Linked DNA regions of Capsicum annuum: region 1 is linked to region 2. A link is a contact called in public Hi-C data. All regions are on one chromosome and are shown on one strand. Each heading gives the region's core, a stretch centred on a gene start, on an enhancer-like site or on the middle of the called end of the contact. The rest is flanking DNA. Distances are from core to core; before and after follow the strand shown. Region 1 holds the start of LOC107867632 (cellulose synthase A catalytic subunit 2 [UDP-forming]). Region 2 has its middle 4.8 kb from the start of TRNAY-GUA.

Evidence for each region. A called contact is a pair of places that touch in the nucleus more often than the background predicts.
Region 1: a contact with region 2 is called in a Hi-C map of bud, with 5 times the contacts expected there. The contact joins the promoter of LOC107867632 here to the enhancer-like site in region 2. A contact is called at or near these places in 5 of 5 Hi-C or Micro-C datasets (bud, leaf, pericarp and 1 more).

What each region holds. Positions count from the first base shown.
Region 1 is chr4:190,028,361-190,031,516 of UCD10Xv1.1, forward strand. It overlaps LOC107867632 (cellulose synthase A catalytic subunit 2 [UDP-forming]), which reads left to right and starts at 1,607. Exons shown (of 13, transcript XM_016713959.2): 1 at 1,607-2,023; 2 at 2,539-2,952; 3 at 3,032-3,134. The coding sequence starts at 1,943.
Region 2 is chr4:189,950,817-189,954,489 of UCD10Xv1.1, forward strand. No RefSeq gene overlaps it. Among protein-coding and RNA genes, the nearest start is that of TRNAY-GUA, 4.8 kb to the right of the region's middle. Within about 2 kb of position 1,760, at least 5 of the 5 cell types and tissues checked have an H3K27ac peak or open chromatin away from gene starts, as enhancers often do. A contact at or near this core is called in bud, leaf and pericarp, where this site is marked.

The sequences.
Region 1 (3,156 bases), core at 357-2,856, 77 kb after region 2:
GTATCAAAAGTATTTAAGTATCATCAACTATTTATCAAAACACGCACAAACTATTAGTTGTTTACTTTTTCGAAGTAAAAATTCACCCTTCAAAAAATTGGAATACTTTAAACTACTATAGTTAAACCTCTCTATAACGTTGCCTTGTTATAACGATTTTCACTATAGCGGCCTGATTTTCTCCGAAATTAATTTTTTATATTATATTTTACTTCTCTATAACGACATTTCACCTGTAACAACAATGACGTTAATTATGACGATACACTATTTGTAAAGTTACCTCTCTATAACAATATATGCAAATATTATGTAATAATATTTTGTAAGAAATATATTATGTATAAAATAAAATATCAAAATACTTATGATAATCATCATTTATGGCATGTACACAATAAATTTCAAGTGTGAGTATTTAAATTTAATGAAAAATTATATTTAAATGGTGTACATCAGTTATTTCATAACTTCATGAGGAAAAAACTACTTATGTTTCTTTTTAATACTAGTTTAACCGCATGTGCCTCGCACGTGACCTTTGATTATTTAAAATTAGACGATTTTATCTATTGCGAAGATTTTTAATGAAGTGTAAAAAGTTCAAATCATTGCTCAAAAATCCTTCATACTTTAATATAATAGTATAAACATAACATATCATATATTTTATTGTAAGCACATGTATATTTTACCATTAGAAGTTTCAAGTGGTTAATGAATTATCACTTTTGCGTATGTCATACGATACCTCTTTTCCTTGCTACTAGAGGCTAGGAGAGACGGATTGATTTTAACCATATTTGCAGAATAATTATTTTTTCTTATTTTTTTCTATATTTAAAATCTTTTATTGTTTTTAAAGTTAAATCTTTGGAAAATCTTTGATTATTTACTTAAAACTTTTTAAAATTTAGTCCTTCTCATTTTTCTTATTCCAATGCTTTCATATTTATTTCTAGATTTTTCAGATCTTCTTAAAATCAACTTTAGATGATTTGAAATTCTTAAATTATTGAAAAAGGTATTAGTTGTCATTAATTTTGATAACTTCTAATAAGAAAATATTTTACTATAAATATTTAATTAATTTTCAACTCTTAAATATTAGGAAAATAGCGAAAAAACGATTTTATCTAAAACAAAGACTTTTAATAAATGATTAAAGTTCAAATAATATTTCTAAGTCTCTTGACACTTTTAGTATTGTATAGATTTCATATTCTTTATAATTATGCTTACTTTTGTTTATAACAGTTAAATGAGATCTAAAAGTTAAATAGTAATATAGGTAAATGATATAGCACTGCACCTCTTTATAGCGCCTATGAAATGTTTAGACAACAGGGTCACTACAAAGAGATTTTACTGTGTATGTTTTTCACCCTTCACTCTAAAAATTATCAAGGAAAAAAGAGTAAAACCCAATTATATTAGATTTTATATCCACTTGGAATTTCTCTCAAATTTCAAGGAAAGAATCTCAAAAACCCAAAAGAGTCTTTTTACTCACATTACCAATTCTATTCTTTTTCTCAAAAAAAAAATAAAAAAAAATTTCCATTTTCCAGTTGTATAATAATATTCCCCCCACCCCCACTTCCCACCACCACACAAACACAAAATTTTGTACACCTAATACATACATTATTACTATAATACTGATATGTTTGTATGTGTATGTTTATACATCATTTTCACTCATTATTACTCATTTCTCTAAATAGAGGAAAGAGGTAGTTGTTGTTTACTTGTAATGGGGTGTTTAAAAGCAGTCTCATAAAAGAGAGTTGTAGAAGAACAAGAAGAAGAGTAAAGGGTAGTAGTAGTAGTAGTGCTTTTCTTGAATGTCTAATAGTAGTGGCCTCTAATGTGCTTGAACTGAGAAGGGTATTTTGTTCAATATTTTGTTCATCTCCATTCTTGATTGTGGACTGAGTCAATGGATACTAAAGGGAGGCTTATTGCTGGTTCACATAATAGAAATGAGTTTGTTCTTATCAATGCTGATGAAGTTGGAAGAGTATGTATCTTTTTTTTCTGTTTTTAGAGTAATTTTGAGTGATTTCAACAAGCTTTCAGGCTTTCTGAGTTGTTCTTTTTTTGTCGGTGGTGCGTTGTTTTTGACCATATTTTGCTGCTTCTTGAAGTTACCATTTGCTCATTCCCAGTTTCTGTGCTAAAAAGGTGCCATTTTTGAGGATAAAGTTTCAAACTTTTCTTTCCGTTTTGCTAGATTCTTGGATTTTGTACAGATGTGGGGGGGGTGGGGGTGGGGGGCTGTCTTCTAGTTCTTCAGTTCAGCTGTATCCTGGAGTAAATCTGCAATATCAAGATTTAAACCTGTGAATATTGGATCTTTATGTCCACCACTTTTTAAGCTGAAATGATTTTCTTATCTGTGGCATTCTTTATTAGGCAAGCCTTTAACATGTCCAAGTGTGTTTCTTTGTACAAATATCTGAATTGGTGTTGTGGATTCCAGTTCTTGATCTAAGGAGGTTTTAAACTTTATTGTTAATTGTGTGTTGATTACAGGTAACTTCTGTGAAAGAATTAAGTGGACAGATTTGCCAGATTTGTGGAGATGAGATTGAAGTTACAGTAGATGGGGAGCCATTTGTTGCTTGCAATGAATGTGCATTTCCTGTTTGTAGACCTTGCTATGAGTATGAAAGGAGAGAAGGGAATCAAGCTTGTCCTCAATGTAAGACTAGGTATAAACGCATTAAAGGGAGTCCCAGAGTCGATGGAGATGATGAAGAGGATGAATTTGATGACTTAGATCATGAATTTGATTATGATGGCACCCCTAGACATATTTCTGAGGCTGCACTAGCTGCTCGCCTTGGCCGCGCTAACAATTATAATGCTTCTGGTCTTAATACCCCGGCAGAAGTAGATCCTGCTGCCCTTAACTCTGAAATCCCACTTCTTACTTATGGTCAAGAGGTAAATGCCTCAAGATTGTCATGTTTTTGGTTCTCAGTCTCTTGAATTTTAGCTAAATAGTTGTAATTTTGTTGTGTAGGATGATACAATTTCAGCTGATAAACATGCACTCATCGTACCGCCTTTTATGGGTCGTGGGAAGAAAATTCATCCCGTTCCCTATTCAGATTCATCCATGTCTTGTAAGTTAATTAATCTGGTTAA
Region 2 (3,673 bases), core at 510-3,009:
AATAATGTATAATGTTGCATACTAAAATAGTTCACATTAAAAACATGTATGATATATTAGCTATTCAGATGTATAATGTCACTTTATACACTATGAAACTCCCTAAATGTATAATATCAACTAAACTATACAATGTTTGTTATGTATAATAAGAGTATGAAAAGCAATGTATAATAAGATTTATGTAATAACATTATACATTAATAATCAAATATATGCAATTTATAATGTCAGATTAAACATTTCACCTTAAACATATATGACATGTAATGTTGCCAGAATGTATAATAAAACATTATACAAAACGAAGATTTCATAAATGTATAATAACACACCCAGTTTTAAATGCCTCTTATATGTAATAAAAACATCCAATGTATAAAAAAATGAAATGTATAACATAATAGTAATATTATATATAGGTGTTGCACAAAATTGTATGTTCCACTATATTATACAATAATATTGCAACGTAAGTAAAGTATAATGTTTAATCAATACCTTCGGAAGACGTGGTCTACCGAAATTATCAAACTTCCTATCCGTTTTTTAACTTGATTTCTTTGATTTGGAAGTGGCCGCTTCCTTCAATCTCTTCATTGTTGTGGGGTCGTTCGATGCTTTGAACGATTCTCTGCCAAATTGGGTTCTTCCAATCAAATGTACCAGGAACAAACCCAACAGGTATATCTTGTTTTTTAGAATCTAACTGACTAAGTCCTAAACTAAAGTTAGGACAAGAATCCATTCGCAATTAGAATTTTTTTTCAGTAAATTCGATTAACCCGAATCAACTACGAAACTTGAAAATACTTACAAAGATGTGGTAAATCCTTATAAACAAACAAGCATTCATAAAATAAACTGAAAAATACAAAAATATGTAAAAAAAAAAAAATCTACAATTCAAGAATCGAACTTGTATTATGTGAAGAAACATAAAAATCGAACTACGAAACTTGAAAATACTTGCAAAATATGGTAAAACAAACATGCAACGACAACAATATACGGTCAAATTCAAAAATTGAAAAAGTTGAAAAAAAAAAAGAAAAATCTTCAAACTTACAAATTGTAACCCCCAGATATACGATTCTTGAATTTTGCCGAAATAAGGGGATTCAATTATGGAGTAAAAATCGAGTGTTGTGGGAAGATATGGGGGAGTAAAATATGGATGAGAAAATCTGTTGAGAGATGTATAATGTTTAAGAGAAAGAAAATTGAAAATAAAGGAATTTGTGTAAATATTTTGAGATATGTGTAAATACTTTACCAAATTGGTATATTATGTAATAAGGTAATTTTATTTGGTGTATATATGTAAATTTTAGTAAGTTTTAATCATGTTAGCATGTTTACTTTCAGGTCCAATGTGTATTTAGAAGTCTTTGGTCATAGTAAGATATGTGGAGAATTTGTAGTGCCAGAGAAACTAATTTTTATAATATTAGCGGGAGATTAGCTTAAATGGAGCGATGTTGTCGATACGAATACTGATCCAATGAGGACTCATCAGAATAATTTTTGTAACGCTAAGGCAATTCGAGCTTGAATGGAGCGGCATGAAACAGTGAGCCGATGAGGACGAGCACTGTATTTGCGGACCCAAAGACAAGCCTAAAACCCAACCCATAGTAGAAAAATTCCTTCAGTAGTCCAAGGAACCTGGCCTACCACCTATATGGCTAAATCTGGTCCTAGAGAACTCACCTACCTAATGTATCAATAGTACCAGAATGGAGCATGGCCATGGGGGCCTATAACTTTATTCCATTTCTAAAGATTAGTGGGCTCAAATGCCTATATGGTTCCTACTTCACAACCTAACCCAGCCATCCTTTATGAAAAATTGAATATACCATTTGTCTGCCCAACCAAACGACCCATTAGTTAAGGTACATTTTTCTTAATTAAAGATAGATAAGGTGGTGAATTATATCTGGAATGGATATCAAAATATTAATCCCTAAATAGTCTTTGTAGAGTTGAGATAAAGCTTAAGAGAGATGAATTCCAAAACACAATATTTTCTTTCATCTAAGCCATGAGAAATCCCAATTTTTTTCATAGCTCTCAAGCTAGTTAGTCATCACTTTGTTTGTCTCCTTGTAAATGTGACGTTCTTAGGCTTGATTTATGACCTCAAGCTGGAACCTACATTCATTCAACATGTGTGGATGAAATGTACTTTGTAGAGTGCTATTCTCCTTGGTCCATATATATAGACAAGTATGTAAGAGCCTACAATTTCTTCACGGAACAAAAGACTTACTTTGGATCGAGATCACCAACTAATATGATATGCTAGTAGTACTTTAGTGCACAAGAAGTATTACTATTAAAGGTACTCTTTTTTTTTTCTTTGCAATCCTAACAGAGACCAAAGACGGATTTAACTTGAGACTCAAGTTGAAAGCTAGTGTTGATCGAGTAGGTCATAGTGAGAAGTTACACAAACCTTCTCGTTCTAGGGTTGATCGAGTAGGTCATATTGAGAAGTTACACACACGCCTTCTCGTTCTAGGGTTGATCGAGTAGGTCATATTGAGAAGTTAAATTTGCATGAAATTTTGCGCATAAGACAAATGAGGTTAAAATTTCAAATCGATCCACCACCAGGGTCGTTATTTTTATAAATCACCGATAGGCGCTCTTATGCTAGTAATCAAGATTTATTTAATTTAGAGTGCGTGTATGATAACTAGCTTGCAAGTTGCTATATGGATCAATTTAAGCCCAACATTTGTGTTTCAAAGTTAAGAGGCCCATTAAGTACCTCAAATGAAATGCCTCCTAGAGAGAAAGTGATTACTTCTCAGTAATCCTAGACTAGCTCTCTCACTAATTAGGGGTACCAAAAGAAACAAATTAAAAATACTACCACTAGTGTAGTTCCACTTGTCCAAGTAGCATAGATATTGTATGGAGGAGTATTTGTGCTGATGAGTTGGAGGAAACAAAGACTGATGGGTGTACAAAATAACATGGCATGTGATGTAAAGGACAACAAAGAGTTGCTGGCATAACAAGACACAACAAGGTGTTCAAGGCTTGCAGAGTATGCTTACTGAACCATTCTCTTGGAATTCGAGACATTGGTGAAACCCCTACTTATCAAGTACCCTCCACATCTCCCACAAGCATATCCTCTGACAAACAAACAAAACAATGTAGGTTAAGGTCGGTACAGAGGAAAATATTTTTCCAATTTTACATAGTTGATTTTTATAGTCGTAAGTAGGAAATATATTTAAGTTATTCGAATTCTTCAAAAATGTTGTCGTATCTATGTCGAATTCTTAAAAAATATACTATTTTTGAAAGTTTCGACATATATCCGTAGACATTTTTGAAGAGTCCGAGCAACAAAGATCATAAGTGATATTTCATATTATTTGCATCATCTTCTGTCTCAAACATACCTCATCTTCAGTCTAGTCTGACTCCGTAGCCTCCAGAGGCGGATCTAAGATTTCGAGGTTGCAGTTCCCATGTCACTTTTAATGTTAAAGCTACTACTCAAAAAGGATAATTTTTATGGGCGTCCCACTGGAATTTGACTTGTTAGTAAGAGATTTTTGAAGAAAAATTTCATTGAAACATTATCGAAGAACCTAATTTTTACGAATTTTGTTGGAAATCAGTTAATTTTTTGCTTTACATTTGCTAT